Linked DNA regions of Sus scrofa: region 2 is linked to region 1. Evidence: chromatin contacts called from public promoter capture Hi-C data. All regions are on one chromosome and are shown on one strand. Each heading gives the region's core, a stretch centred on a gene start, on an enhancer-like site or on the middle of the called end of the contact. The rest is flanking DNA. Distances are from core to core; before and after follow the strand shown. Region 1 holds the start of RNF39 (ring finger protein 39). Region 2 holds the start of LOC100154127 (tripartite motif-containing protein 26).

Region 1 (7,797 bases), core at 3,557-6,056:
CAGTCCCTGGCCTTGCTCAGTGGGTTAACGATCCGGCGTTGCCGTGAGCTGTGGTGTAGGTTGCAGACGCGGCTCGGATCCCGTGTTGCTGTGGCTCTGGCCTAGGCTGGCGGCTACAGCTCCGATTCAACCCCTGGCCTGGGAACCTCCATATGCCGCGGGAGCGGCCCAAGAAATAGCAACAACAACAACAACAACAACAACAAGAACAAAAGACAAAAAAAATAAAGAAAGAAAGAAAGAAAAAGAGTTTTTACAGAAGCAACTGAGATTAAAGAACCTCTTTGGGAAGGGGCATGGTGTGTGGGAACTGAGAAAGAATTATGGTCAACTTCACCTTACCCTTGGGCCTCTTTTCTCACTTCTGGTCTTTTCCCCAAAGATGCTTGACTTTCTTGGTTCAGGCTTTTTCATTTCTCTCCCACCCAACCCAACCCGCCCTTCATTTACAAGCTACTTCTCCAGGAAGCCCTCCTGAAGTTATTTCCATGCCCTCCCTGATCTGTAAACATAATCCTCCACTCACTCTTCTTCCCTCAGTGCACCTTTACAACGTGGTAATGACAGATCTCAGTTGATGATGGATATATTGTATTTGCCTTCTCACTCTCCCTAATTCAGTAATGGCAGATTTTGCTTGATAATGAATATACTTCACTTGCCTTATCGTACTTCCTAAAGGCAGGGGCCATGGCTAACTGGTCATCGGTTTCCCAAATAGCTTTTCATACCTACCTTTCCCTCTCCAAGTTTCTTAAAGACTTGTAGACTCTTTAAAAAGATGGGGAGGTCACTGATGGGGGAAGACACAGACTGAAGAATAAGCAAAGAGAGAGAAAAAAAAAGGAGGGTAAGGATAAGAAAGGAAGGCATGAGTAAGGTGATCCCACTCTAGCATCCCCAGTGCCATGTGTGGGTATCTGGCTGCAACATTCCACAACACCACGCACGAGCAGTCATCCTGGACAGAGTTGGAAAGGGGTGGGAACAGTTATGTGGAAGGTGCCTATATTAAGAAGATGTGGTGCTAACAGAGAGGCAGGATCCAGTCACGGTCAACTGGAGCAAGCCAAGCCAAGCCAGCACACACCAAAGAGCACCTCCACCCACCTGGCTCTCTGGAGGTAGAAAAAACCCAAGGGGGAATTAGAGGATCAGGTGTAGAGTAGCTGGGGATTCTGGCGAGAGAGGGAGAAAGTCTTGAGAGGTGAGACATTTCCTGGCAATGTCTGTCTTCAAATGCCTTTTCCTTATACTATCTGTCCTAGAATCATTGTGTGAACTCACAGCAACCACAGCTTAAAATCTGAGCGCAAGAATTGTTAGCAGGAATCCTTATCCTCTGATTAAGGAAAGCAAGTGACAACAAGATCGTGAGCTGAACGCCCTGTCTCATATCACATGAGAATCCCCAGCACTGTGCCTGGCATCTGCCAGCGAGGAATGACTGTTGATTGAGAAAGATAAGAGTATCTTTGTCTGGCATTTTGAAGATCAAAGCAGAGTAAGTCGAAAGACCCTTTAGCAGAATTCCCTTGTGGCACAGTGGGTTAAGGATCTGATGTTGTCACTACAGTGTCCTGGGTCGCTATTATGGTGTGGGTTGAATCCCTGGCCTGGGAATATCCACATACTGCAGGCACTTTGTCCAATTGGTGATGGCCAATTCAATGACTGGGTATATATTTATTGAGACCTGTTGTGTGCAAGGCACTGTTCCAGGTTTCGGGAAAGCAGCAGTATACATGAAGTCCAGGTTCCTGTTCCTATAAAGCTACTTTCCACTGAATAGAACCAGATCAAACCAGATCACTAGATCATTTCAGATAGTGATAAATACCACAAGTCAATAAATCTGGGTAGAGAGACCCCAAGCAATACCTTGGAGGAAACCTACTTGAGACACAATGGTGAAAGACATTTCCTTTGAGTTGAGCCCTGAATGAGAAGATGGAGAGCTTTTAAAACTCCTGATTCCTGGGACTCATCCCCAGATATTCTGTTTAATTGATCTGAGGTGTCTCCTGGACATCAGGAGTTTAAAAGTTCCCCCAGTGACTTTAATGTGCAACCAAAGATGCAAACCATTGACAAGAACTTGAGAGTCACAGAAAGGCTCTTGGACTGGTCAAAATACAAGGTTCTCAGTGAGACTGGGAGGCATTTCTCTAATACTCCAGGCCCAGATCCAGAAAGAACTCAATATCCAAGAGGCCTTGGAGAGCCAAGAAAATGAAGCAATCTGGGGGCGGGGGTTAGGGTGGGGGGACAGACCAGAAGGCCCAGGGAGGGAGAGAAATCCAGAAAAAGTGACAAATTTGAAGGGGCAAAAACAGATAAGTGCAGACAGTCCCAAAGAGCCCCAGAGAGACAGGGAAAGCAAGTGTATTGGTTTCCTATCTGCTGCTGTAACAAATTATCACAAACTTTTGTTTGAAATGTGTGAAACCACACACATTTATTATCTTAAAGTTCTCTAATTCTATAGTGGGTCCTCCGGGCTAAAACCAAGGTGTCGGCAGGCTGGGTTCCATCTGGAATTCATCTCCTTGCTTTCTCCAGCTCTAATAGCCACCCACTTCCTCTGCTCCTGGCTCCCCATCCTCAATCTTCAAAGCCAGAAACATCAGGCTGAGTACTTCTCATGCTTCTACCTCTTCTCCTTCTCGCCTCTACTTTTAAGGATGCTTGGATGATCTAGAATAACCTCCCTGCTTTATTTTTTACTTCTTTGCTTTTTAGGGCTGCACCTGAGGCATATGGAAGTTCCCAGGCCAGGGGTCTAATCTGAGCTACAGCTGCCAGCCTACACCACAGCCACAGCAACTTGGGGTCTGAGCTGCATCTGTGACCTACACCATAGCTCATGGCAACACTGGATCCCCAACCCACTGATTGAACCTCCATCCTCCTGGATACTAGTCAGATTCGTTTCTGCTTTGCCACAGCGGGAACTCCTAATCTCCCTACTTTAAACTCAACTGATCAGCAAACTGAATTCCATCTGTAAGCTTAATTCCCCTTTGCCATGTAAGGCAATGTATTCATAGGTTCCAGGAATCAGGACATCTCTAGGGGACCATTATGCTACATACCGTAACATGGAAGTCCATTCTACAAAATAGATTTTGGTCATATCTGTAGTCTTTCCTTGGGAAGCCATGCATTTTATGAGCATGGAGCTAGCAGGTTTTTCTGAAATGACTGCACATGTATTTATTTGTATAGTTTGTTTATCAGGGTGTCATGTTTGGGTGTCTCCCTGATAAGTAAGGGGGAAGAAGGAGCCTGGAGGGGTTGCCTAATAAGATGCTCCTACTCCATAAAGACTTACTGCCGTTGTATTATTGTTCTTATTGACAATAAAACTAATGACAGAGTATCTCTTTGGATGTTTTCTTTCTTTGAGTATGTCTATCTGTCCCTGAATAATCCTGGATGTCTGTCCCAGTGATATTCAGTGTGTATGAGACTCTTGGGACATATCTGTGATTTTTGCAATGTATGAATTATCTGCCTGTGAGTTTGTGCATTTGGGGGCATTTGGACATTGATGGATGCAAACGCTTGTTTGTACAGCAGTGTGTGTGATCAGGACTGAATGTTTACTTATTCACAACCCAGACAGAAAGGCCTAGCATGAGAGAGGACCAGTAAGAAGAGGGAGCAGACAGGAAGGAGAAGAGGAGAGGGAAGGAGAGAGAGACAGAGAGATGGAGTTGAAGGAAGAAGGCACGAGGAAAGATCTGAAAAAAAAAAAAAATTAGAAAGCAGAAGGGGATTCTAGGGATCTGAAATTAAAAAGAGGCAGGGTGGAGTCACAGCAAGGCCATAAATCAGATCTGGGTATGGCTCCACTTCAGGTCATTCCCTTGCTCTGTGTACTTGGCAATGCCAGTTTACCAAAAGAATGAAAATAGATCATCTTTGGGTACATCCCAAAGAAGGAGAGAAAAAGTGGAAATAAAAGGATACACAGGGAAAGAGAGAAATAACTAGAAAGAGAGAGATGGCAAGTAACAAGAGAGGAGGAGCCAGCCAGAGGTAGAAGTGACAGAGCCCTACCCTGACTCCTTGAGGTGGGAGTGCGGGCACCTGCTCCCTACCCCTTAAGCCAAAGCTTCTGTGTCCTTAAGCCCTTAATAGGCAAGGTAGGAGGATGGAACGGAGAGAGGCGCCTGGAATGACAGCTGCACACCAACACTCGGAGGCCTGCCAAAGCCACACAAACCAGGATCTGTGCTTCCGGGCCCCCAGCCCCCAGATGTAGGTGTGCCGGCCACCTGGAATGACTCACGCCCTGGCGATGTGGGCACACATACCAAAAGCGAGCCTGGGCACCCTGCCTGCCGACCTGCACACCTCAGGCCGAGGAGGAGGTGAGATTCCCGCTTTTACGGGGTGACTGGGGCTACCCACCCCGAACGTTGCTCCCTTGCCCCCAGAGCGCCCCCTAGCTACCACCTCCTCGGCTCCAGACCTAGGTGTCCCTCCCACCCTTCTCCGCCAAAACCTTACTGGGGAAGCGGGAGAACCAGATGGGGTGTTACGCAAGGGTTGATGTTTACCTCCCGGGGGCGCCTCCTCCCTCCCTATAAAGCCTGACGTGGAAGGGAGATTGGCAGAGACAGACTGGTTGAAGAGAGAGGCGATCCCAGGAGAGGGCCAGAAAACGTCCGAAAGTTAATGCGGGAGGCGGAGAGAGGGGCATCAACGCAACCAGCAGCAGAGGCGCTCAGCCAGCTGCGCGCTCGAAGGCGTTCGCGGGGGTCGCGGAAGGGACGGCGCCCAGACGCTGGCTCCCCATGGAGGCGCCGGAGCTACTGGGCCCGGGGCTGGTGGAGCGTCTGGAGCAGTTGGCGACGTGCCCGCTGTGCGGGGGCCCCTTCGAGGACCCGGTGCTCCTGGCGTGTGAGCACAGCTTCTGCCGCGCGTGCCTGGCCCGCTGCTGGGGGACCCCGCCGGCGACGGGCCCCGAGACGCCCCCCACCGCCTGCCCCTGCTGCGGCCTGCCCTGCCCCCGCCGCTGCCTGAGGTCTAATGTGCGGCTGGCGGTGGAGGTGCGCATCAGCCGAGGACTGCGGGAGAAGCTGGCCGAGCCCGGGGCCCGCACGGGGAAACGCCGAGGGGGGCGCATCCCCACCATGGGCTGCCTGGACCAGCAGGGAGAGGTGAGGCAGGGGTGCGCTTCGCGAGTTCGCAGCTGTCGCTGGAAGCCCGGGCGGGGTGGGGAATCCGCGGGCTTCCTGGGGAAGTGGGGAATGGTGCCTCCCGAGTCGGGGCCCTTCTGCAAGTTTAGGCAGAAGATGGAGTTGGGGAGAGAGAAGCAGAGGACGAGATGGTGGCGGCTGTCAAGTGCCAGGACCGGCATAGGAAGGAGTTGACGCTTTGCCCAGGGGGAAGGGGGCTGGACGGATGCCTGAGTCTTGTTTGGGTGGGCTGGAGCGAAGGGGTTAGAGAGGCAGAGAAGAGGTTGGGCCACCAGAGAGAATCAGGAGACCCCCGAGGCTCTGCAAAGAGCGCGGGAACTGGGAGTCTGGCGAAAGGGGCAGCCCGGCGCCGGGGTGGAGCCGCGGCAGAGCTGAGGGGGCCGGCGGTGGGCGGGAGGAGGAGGGAGGAAGCTGACGGGGCGGGAGCGAACTGGGGGCCTGGGAAGTTGAAGAAGATCAAAACTGGCCAAGGGGAGGAGGAGCAGGAAGGAGGGCGGAGAAAAAGCTGGAGTGGAGGGGTGGGGAAGGAGGGGGCTGTCAAAAAAAGGGAAGGAGGGATCCAAACTCCCCTGCAGCATCTTGGGGCAGATGCCCGGGCTCTGGCGTAGGCTTTCCCGTGTTGTTTGTTATGATTGTCCTCCGCTCCTCCCAGGGCCCCGGGGAGAGGCGGCGATGGGTGGAGGCAAAGTCGGGGAGAACAGCCGCTGGGACCTCTGGCTTCTCTCCACATCCCACCCAATCACCCACCCACCCACTCATTCTTCCGCGTCGCTCCTGGGCCTTCACTCCCCTGGCGGTCAACCAACTCCATTCCCTTGCCCGACCCCCAGGCGTCCTGGATTCCTTACTGGCTTCTCCCCAGCAGCAGAGCCGGTCTCGAATCTTGCTTCCACCCTTTGAAGTCCACATATACCTAATTAGTCTAGGTGTAATTGGCATTATTAGGCAAATTGCCTTCCTCTCTTCCCTTCTCCATCCTACTGGTCTGCTCCAGTCTTACCCACTGGACAGCGAAGGGAGAAGAGGGAATCCTAGTATTTGGAGGGGGAGCATCCAGCGCCCTCTACTGGCTCCCATGGTACCCTGCAGATCTGTGGGACCTGGGACTCATCCAAGCCCAGCTGCCTCCTCGGTCAGGGTAGAGAGACACAGAACAAAGGGCCCAATAAATGTCATTGGGCTTTCATGGCAAGAGGGGAAGCGGCTTTATTACAAGGCTTTTATAAACAAACTCTTAGCCTAAGGGCCTGGGTATGTGTTTGGTCTGCGTGATGGAGAAGAGGGACATTTATCTGGGATACACCCTCAGGAAAGTGAATAAGTAAGGGCCACTGGGGGGCGGGGGGAGGGCAGGAAGCAGGGAAAGGTAACGACTCTGGGGGCAAGGAAAAGGCCTGGATGAGTCTGGGGAAGGGGAACTGAGAGCCTTTGGGGCAAGGGGAAGGGAGGACGATGGTGGGGGGTGGAGTTAGGAAGATAAAATGGTGATTGAGAAGAAGGAAAGGTCATGAAAGGAGAAGGGGGAGCACGAGAGGAAAGGGGAGCACAGGGACTAAAGAGGTGAGCTCACTCTGCGATGTGGGGAGGGACCTCACCTAACCAGGCCCTGAGGAGGTGGGGGACAGGAGCACTCCCCCCAGTAAGAAGCCCAGAGCTGACATCCATGTTTTTTCTGCCCACCCCAGGATATGAGGAAGACATGGCGAAGGTGAGTTCCATTTTAGTGTTTCTTCCTTTCTACTACCAGCTGCCACCTCCATCACCTTCTCCCAGAGCCCACATCTTTGTCCCCACTCGAAGACAGGTCTTCTGGGTGTGGCCTCACCTTTTCCTCCTCTAGAGATGGGGGGAGATATCAAAAGGTAGACGGTGTCTACCAATTTCTTGACCCTTCCTCCTCATCTATCCAGATTTGATGCCCCAACGCCCAGGTCATCCAACTCAGAGGACGAGCTCCCGGAAGACTACCCAGTGGTCAAAAATATGCTTCACAGACTAACAGGTAAGGAGGGCAGAAAGGAGGGAACTGAATGAGTCTGTTTTCGTTTGGTCCCCTTTTCTCTCTCAAATATGATCAAGTTCTTTTTGATGTCTATATTAGTTTCCTAGGGCTGCCATAGCAAAGCATCATACCTTGAGTGGCTTAAACAACAGAAATTTGTCTCATGGTTCTAGAGGCAGAAGTCAAAGTGTTGGCAGTGTTGGTTCCTACTGGGGGCTGAAAGGGAGGATATGGTCCAGGATGCTCTCCCAGCTTCCTGTAGCTTCAAGTGTTCCTTGGCCTGTAGCTGGCATTCTCCTTGTATCTTCACCTCATTCTCTCTCTATACAGACTCCTCCTTGGGTCCAAATGTCCCTTTATAAGGATACCGGTTATATTAGATTAGGGTTGTCCTGATGATCTCATTTTATTTCTGAGGTACTGGAGGACTTCATATCTTTTGGGGGGGGGGAATACAATTCAACCCTTAACAAGCTCCATCCTTCCATTCTCCCCTCTTACCTGTTCAGACACTCACACAGGAGACCCCCAGAGGTCAGCTGCTTCTGGGGACTCTCTGCTGCCACCGCTTCTCATCGCCCTTCC
Region 2 (7,797 bases), core at 3,313-5,812, 140 kb before region 1:
CTCAGCAGCTAGGGGAATAAGAGCTTAATTTTGACAGAGGTCAGTTCTGGTAAGTGCATGCTAATGTGCATTACATTGATCTATTCTGTAGATTTCAATCACTGTGCTGCCTGATCAATAGGTCCATGTACAAAATAACCATGTGGCAAGGATGGAGGTTACACAAGGCTCAATAAAAATGGACTTCCAGGAAGTTCCTACTGTGGCTCAGCAGGTTAAATATCCGACATAGTGTCCATGAGGACATGGGTTCAATCCCTGGCCTTGCTCAGTGGGTTACGGATCTGGCATTGCCGCAAGCTCAGATCCAGTGTTGCTGTGGCTGTGGTGCAGACCTGCAGCTGCAGCTCCAATCTGACCCCTAACCCAGAAACTTTCATATGCCACAGGTACGGCCGTTAAAAAAAAAAAAAAAAAAAAAGGAATTCCATACCCCAAAACTTCCACCATTGGTGAATTCTCCACCTCTAGGTCAACTCTGAGGTCCCAATATAGCATCATTCCTGAGAGGGGGTAACTAGCTAATTGATGCTAAGTCAATTTTATTGGGCCCCTTCCTTCATGGAAGGGTGTCACTTAGACTTCACAGACAAAGATGCTGTGATGGGGATCCAGAAGAGCACCCTCAGGCTTGATGATTTACTAGAAGGATTCGTAAGAACCAAAAGTTCTGTTCATAATTATGGTTTATTACATAACGTATATTACATAATACAACGTAGCAAGCACTTACAAAGTAAAATCGGCAAAATAAGCATGGGGTGAAGCCGGGGAAATCAGAAGTCCAAGTTTTCAAGAGTCCTCTCCCAGTGGAGTAACACCAATATTCGTTTCCATTGTTATTGACCAAGAATTATCCGCATCTCTATCACTTCTCTATAAATTCACACCAACCTTAAAGAATATGCTAAATATCCTAAAATAATAAGTCAAGGTAAAGTTGCTTTAGAGAATGAGATAAATTCTTTTGTAGGCCTGTTGGAAAATGTTTCAGTGTAATATAAAAAAGGACACACAGTCATCATTTTGTTTATGTCCAAGTTCAGGATTTTTTCTTTAATAGTATGGATTTTATTTGCATCTGGATTCAGACAACTCAATGCCAAAAAGACATCTTTGAGGAGTTCCTCTTGTGGCTCAGCAGGTTAAGAACCCAACATAGTGTCTCTGAGGATGCAGGTTCAATTCCTGGCCTCCGTCAGTGGGTTAAGGATCAGGCATTGCCACTAACTGCAACATAGGTCACAGATGGCACTTAGGAACTAGAGTTGCTGTGGCGTAGGCTGGAAGCGGCAGCTCTGATTCGACCTCTGGCTGGGAGAACTTCCATATGCTGCAGATGCAGCCATAAAAAGGGGGGAAAAAGACATCTTTGAGAAAATCAAGGAATTTGAATATGGTATGCATACTAAATGATATTATGAAAATATTGAATAATTATATGAACAATTTTGCTTGGTGCGATAATAGTATTTTAGTTACATAAGCAAACAAAGTCCCTCTGTGTTAGGAAAGCATGTGGAAGTATTTATGATGAAGTGAAAGATATCTGTGGCTTGCTTTAAATATTCCAGTTAAAAAAGAAAGTGGGGAAGGGAAGAGATGAAACATAACACGTTGACAATCGTTGAGGCCAAGTGGTTCATTATATTTTCTCTACTTTTGTGTAGGTTTGTTTGAAAAATTCCATAATAATTTTTAAAAATGCCATGATAGTATTTCCCTTCTCACTCTAGGATAACTGCACGTCACCACATAAGGTTTAGAATTCTTCACTTTAAAGTTAAAATTTTACTTTCTCGTTGTTTACTATAGAGTATATTTTCACTAACCTTTGAACTAAAAGACATTTATATAAAGGTCCCTAAATTTGGAATACAAACTATTTTATTTTACTTTATTTTATTGTCTTCTGTCTATTTAGGGCTGCACCTTCAGCATATGGAGGTTCCCGGGCTAGGGGCTGAATCAGAGCTGTAGCTGCCGGTCTACACCACAGCCATAGAAACGCAGGATCCGAGCTGCATCTGCGACCTAAACCACAGCTCATGGCAAAGCTGGATCTGATCGAGGCCAGGGATGGAACCCACAAGCTCATGGATACTAGATAGGTTCGTTAACCACTGAGCCATGGCAGGAACTCAGTTTTAAAGAACAACCCAAGCCATATGAGATTGCCTCAGGCTTTGCCTCCTTTTCGTTCAAAACCCAGCAGTTCATGCTGTTAGCATTCAAAATGCCTTTCTTCCTTTTAAAAAGGACTGTTATTTTTTAACCTGCTGCCAGGTCTTAACACAAAAGCAGTCAATTCTTAGTAGCACACAGTTATTTCTGTATCAGTCAAACCTTTGCTAGAAAACAGACATATAGACTTAAAACGCAGTTCAGTTCATTGTAACTTTTACCTTTCCCATTAGAGATAGTCATTTATTCTGGCCCTGATAGCATGGTGTTTTTCACATGAAAGGGTCAAACAAATTCTTTGCATCTTTGCCAATGGGAGATCCGTATTTTTAAGTATTTTTGTCCGGAGGCCTCTCTCCAAGCACTCTAATATTAAGACCTTGAGATTTCTGAATGCCGTATTTTAACTCAATAAATATGCTAAATAGCAGGAACATAGCTACTAAATTTTCTTGCTTGATTTAAGATTCTCATTTTAAATGCAAGTAATTACATCATACCCTTTGGGCTAGTCAATTTCAAAGGCCTTACACATATTATTTCATTTAATCCTCACAACAATTCTATGAAGTGGATATAATTATTATCCCTGATTTTCAGAGGAAGAACCTATGGCACATAGAGGCTGAGAAACATTCCAGAGTCATGCAGAAAGTGGCAGAGGAGAGGATTCCTGCCTATGTAGAGCCAAACACGGGCTTGAAAGCCAAACTCATAACCAGCCCCAGGTGATGCTCTGGTCTCCAGCTGGTACAGACATTGGACTGGAGAGCTGGAGGAAGGACTTTTGGCTCTGCTTTCAGAAACTCAGGGGCACTAAGTCTGAGCACCCAGCCTTGGAGTCCCCACTCCTCTCACTTGGGCTTGAGAGCTGTATCAGTGAAGGTGCAGTATGGTAGGAGAGGGGAGTACATAATTGACACTGCAGCCAAGCAGGGCCACAGGACTTTAGAAGGCTTCCAGAAATGCCCAAGTAGAGCCCATTCATTCAATATACATTTATTGAATAAGTCTGTGCAGGGAAGACAGGTGATGTCTCCACCCTCATGGCGCTGACCTTGGTGGGGTACCAGTGGTGAGTGGGAAGTACAAACGCATTGACAAAGAAATGAACAAGATGCTTTCAAAGGACTAAGGTACAAAGAAAGTGAAAGAGAATGATGCTTTATGGAGAACTGAGTTAGGCTGGATGGTAGAGGAAGGCCTTTCTGAGATGCCAGTGGAGCAGGGACAAGACCGACAAGAAGGGGGCAGTCATGGGAGGGGGGCTAGACCGCAGGGGATGAAGAACAGGGGCTTTGTGGCAAGAGCAAAGGCTGAGAGTTAAGTAGGGCACTCCTGTGTACAACCCCCAACTGTCCTTGTGCCCGCCCCCCCTCGCCCCAGCTCACGGCAACGTGCGAGGCCAGGGATCAAACCGGCATCCTCATGGATACTAGTCAGGTTCATAACAGGCTGAACCACAATGGGAACTCCCATCAGATAATTTTAAACAGGGGAAAGGACCTGTGTCTGGAAGTACAAAATGGCCTGAGTGTGGGGATGTACCTCCTAGGGGCAGGGAGAAGACAATTAGTTGCATGAAGTCATTTAAGGAGCCTTTTAAACATTTCTTCCAAAACACCAACTGCAGGAGCAGGTAGCTGGAGGGCCTAGGATGTGGTGAACATAGGGACTGCTTCGCTGGTCCAGGGAGACTGTAGAATTTTCCTGCGGCGATGCCTGGGACACAGCAACGACTGCACAGAGCAATGGCCTCGGGCAAGAGGCCTGTGACACTTGGCATACTCAGGTTCCCGGATCTTAGGTGGTGAGGATGCACAGGAGCCTCTAGGAAGCTCCCCCCGCCCCCGCCGCCGTCCCCCCACCCCCCGCCCCAGGATCTCGTCTGCTTTTCGGCTTTGTGGTTTCTAGATCCAGCACCACGGAAGGAAACAACTCAGACCCCTGAGCTCATGGAACCTCAGTTTTTTCTGTCGAATAGGGACAAAAATGCCTTCCTGGTTTAAAGATATTTCATGTAAAGCGCCGTATTCATCGTAGGCACTTCGGAAACGGTAGTTAATTTTCTCAAATAGCCCCCTCAGACTATCTGTTTGCTTAACATCCTACCTGGTCCAGGAAGCAAATTTAGGCCATGCTGGGGGCAGAAAATCCTATTTAATGTTGAGCGCTTGGCAAGCGCCACTTCGCAGTCAAGCAGCCTCTGACCCTGGTCCAGACCCAGGCGGGAATCGGGAGGAGAGGAGGGATTCTGGCATCACAGAGTCCTACAAAGGAGTCTCATTAGGCCTCAAAACTGGACTTCCTTCCGCCCTGTGGCGCAGGAGTGCGCACCACGAGCCAATCTCCAGGCTGCAGCAGCCGCGAAGCCTCGGCTTGGCACGCTTTCAGTTTCCTTTTCTCTGCTCCAGCGGCGGCCGGGGGATTCGCCCAGTGACTCGTGACGTAGACAGGACTAAAGCTCCTATTGGGAGGCGGCGTTCGGCAGGGGCCAATCCGGGCGCTGGTCCGGGGGAAATCTCGGTGGAGGGCTCCGAAGAGCCGGGAGATTACCGGGCCGGGACTCGCGGTTGCGCTGGGTGCCGGCAGAGCAGCCCGACCCGGAACTGACCGCCGCGGGGAAGAAGCGACCCTGGCCCAGGATTCGTAGCCGGGAGCTGCGGGCTGGTGAGTAAGGCAGACCTGGTGAGAAATGCGGCAAAGCAGCCGTCACATCCCGGGGTCCAGGCGATCGAACGTGGCAGCGCGAACGGAACGAGGCCGGGCCGAACGGGGCAGGCTCGGGAGAAGGGTGAAGTTCGCTGCGTCTTCCCTCCCGGCTTAATCCTCCTGCTTGCTTGGGCCTCCATTCGCTCCTTCCTCGTGGGTTCTTCCTCGCTTTCCGTGTCAAACTCAGGCACCAATCCATTCTTGTCTCCACAGCCAGAAGTAAGCGGGGCCCAGATGACAGTCTCACTGCTTGGAGCCGAGTAGACGGCCAGTCTGGCTCCAGGACCAAAGTCACGGTTTTTTGGTTTTGATCAGAATAAACTGGTTTAGCCACGTACACTTGAAGTTGTGCATTCACCCGATTAGCACAGCAGCATTTTCCCTGCTGCATTTTCCCTGCTGCTTTTCAATGGCCTTAGAAAAGTATGAAAATTTATTTTTGTGGACCAAATGCGGGCCAAGACTTACAAAGTCCCAGTACATTCTCGATTTTGACACCACGACAGTTTGTATGCGCTTCAAGAGAGTGTCATTCCGTCATGCATACAACAAATACCAGTGTCAGGGACTGTGCCTGCGCTAAAAATTGTAATCCCTAAAAGTGTCCCCCCACCTCAAGTTTAAAATAGACAGAATTCCCCGTTATGGTTGAGCAGGTTGAGAATCCTACTGGTATCCATGAGGATGCGGGTTCCATCCCTGGCCTCATTCAGTGGGTTAAGGATCCAGTGTAGGTCGCAGACAGGGCTCGAATATGGTGTTGCTGTGGCTGTGGTGTAGGCCAGCAGCTGCAGCTTGGATTGGACCCCTAGCCTGAAAGCTTCCATATGCCGGAGGTGCCGCCCTGAAAAGCAAAAATAAATAGATGTACTTTTTTACTGTTTCTCAAATTCCCCTTTTTTAAAAAATAGATTATTTTTAAGAACATTTTTAGATTTACAGAAAAATGGTGATAGTAGAGTTTCCATATACCCTAAACCCTTTCCCCATTCATTTATTAACATCGTGCTTAAATAGGGAACATTTGTTACAGTTAGTGAACCTCTGTTGACCCATTAAGTTTGGCCAACATACGTAACATATTCAGATTGCCTTAGTTTTTACCTGAGTACTTTTTCTGTTTCATGATCCCACCCTGGTTACCATATTCCCGTTAAATCTCTTTACATTTACCTTGGCTGTGGCAATTTCTCAGACTTTGTTTTTGCGATCAGGAAAGTTTTGAGGAACACCTGCTCTGTATATTATAGGATGCCCCTCTGTTGGATTCTGTTGTTTGTCCCCTAAGACTGAGTATGTGGGTTACTGGGAGAAAGACCACAGAGGTAGATTGCTGTTTTCATCACTTCACATCCAGGAAACAAGCTTTATGATTTTGATGTTGGTCTTGATCATCTGGCTGAGACAGTGTTTGCCAGGCTTCTCCAGGGTGAAGTTACCCTATCCCCCGCCCCCCACCCCAATACTGTATCTCTGCAGAGCAGACAAACTATGTGTAGCCCACACCTAAGGAGTGGGGAGTATGTTCCTCCCTCTTTAAGGGCAGCTCCATACTATACTATTTGGAATTCTTCTGCATGGGAGAAGTCATTTATTCTTATCAGTATGAACTTGGGGATATTTATTTTATACTTTGGGTTATAATCTAATACTACTTCATTCTGTTGCCGCTTTAGCCACTGGGAGTGCTAAGTTAGTTCCTGTGCTCCTTTCTAGTGTGTATTTTTATAGAGCTGTTTGCTTTTGAACAATTTCAGTTACGTGACCTCACTTGAACTTCAGACAGCCAGGCAAACCTGACAAGATCTTGTTCTTCTTACCTTTTTAAGTGGAAAGGAAACCAAGGCCCAGGAGCAGTAGGTGACATCTAAAATGTCACTTCCTGCAAAGGAAGTGATAGGCTGGACACAAACTGGGAAGTCACTGTGACCTGCAGAAGAGAGCCCATTATCTTAATTGAGGCTTCTTGGGGTGACTTCAGACTTAATACCCTTCCTCCCACCCCACCCTCCACCCCACTCCCACCCCCAACCCACCTCCCAGGGTCAGAATAGAAAAGACATGGAGAATGGGAAGAAATTGGTTTTGGAAAACAAAGCCTTAGTTTGGCTGGCATCCAGGGCGAATTAAAACTTGCCACCTTTGCAGAAATGCAGTGACCTTTCCCCCAAAGCTATGTGTGGAGGGAGGTGATCTGGGTAGTATTTGTGGCCAAGACTGTCTAATCTAAGGGGAGCCCTTGGTGCCTCCTGCTGAAGTGAGATTGTAGAGGGGGGAGGGGAGTGTGGTTGGGGAGAATGAAGAAGATATGGGGCTCTGGACTCATGGGGTAACATTCAGCCTCACAAACATTTACAGACTTTGTGCCCAGCACTGGAGATATGAGGCGAACGCGATAACCTCTACACTGTGTAAACGCCTAATGCTGGAGATATGAAAAGTTCAGTGAGCCATGACCCTTGGGTTCACGTTCTTGTTGGGAGAAGGATGGGTAAAGCTGTCAGTTAAGAAGTGGGGTGGTCGTGCTGTAATGGAAACGCAGGGTCTGCAGGAGCTTCCCGACAGAGGCATTCCTTCAGCGTGGAGGTGAGCTGGGCACAGGAAGGACCTCGCAGAGAAGGGGGCATGTCTGATTCCAGCTTTCAAGGATGAGCTGGGACTGAGAAACTCATGTACAAGAACAAGGGGCGGGGAGTGGGGGGGGGGAGGCGGTGAAAAAGGGGCTGTCATTCTGCTTCAGTGTATCCAGCATTAGGCTGAAATAGGATTCAGGGCTGGACAAGTAAGTGGGGGCCAGATTATACGGGCCTGTGTGCCCTGCCATGCAGTTTTAAGCTCAGGAGTTTTGAAGCAGGAGAATGACAGATGAGTCCCATGTGGTAGATGACCCTGTCAGCACTT

What was found. Promoter capture Hi-C pulls out the DNA fragments that hold promoters and counts their contacts.
Region 2: a contact with region 1 is called in a promoter capture Hi-C map of fetal liver, with 2.5 times the contacts expected there. The contact joins the promoter of LOC100154127 here to the promoter of RNF39 in region 1. A contact is called at or near these places in 1 of 5 promoter capture datasets (fetal liver), 1 of 47 Hi-C or Micro-C datasets (heart right ventricle) and 1 of 2 datasets of contacts at active chromatin or transcription factors (alveolar macrophages).

The regions. Positions count from the first base shown.
Region 1 is chr7:22,639,436-22,647,232 of Sscrofa11.1, reverse strand. It overlaps RNF39 (ring finger protein 39), which reads left to right and starts at 4,806. Exons shown (of 5, transcript NM_001128446.1): 1 at 4,806-5,171; 2 at 6,896-6,918; 3 at 7,121-7,212. The coding sequence starts at 4,806.
Region 2 is chr7:22,777,162-22,784,958 of Sscrofa11.1, reverse strand. LOC100154127 (tripartite motif-containing protein 26) reads right to left here and starts at 4,562. Exons shown (of 8, transcript XM_013977563.2): 1 at 4,297-4,562.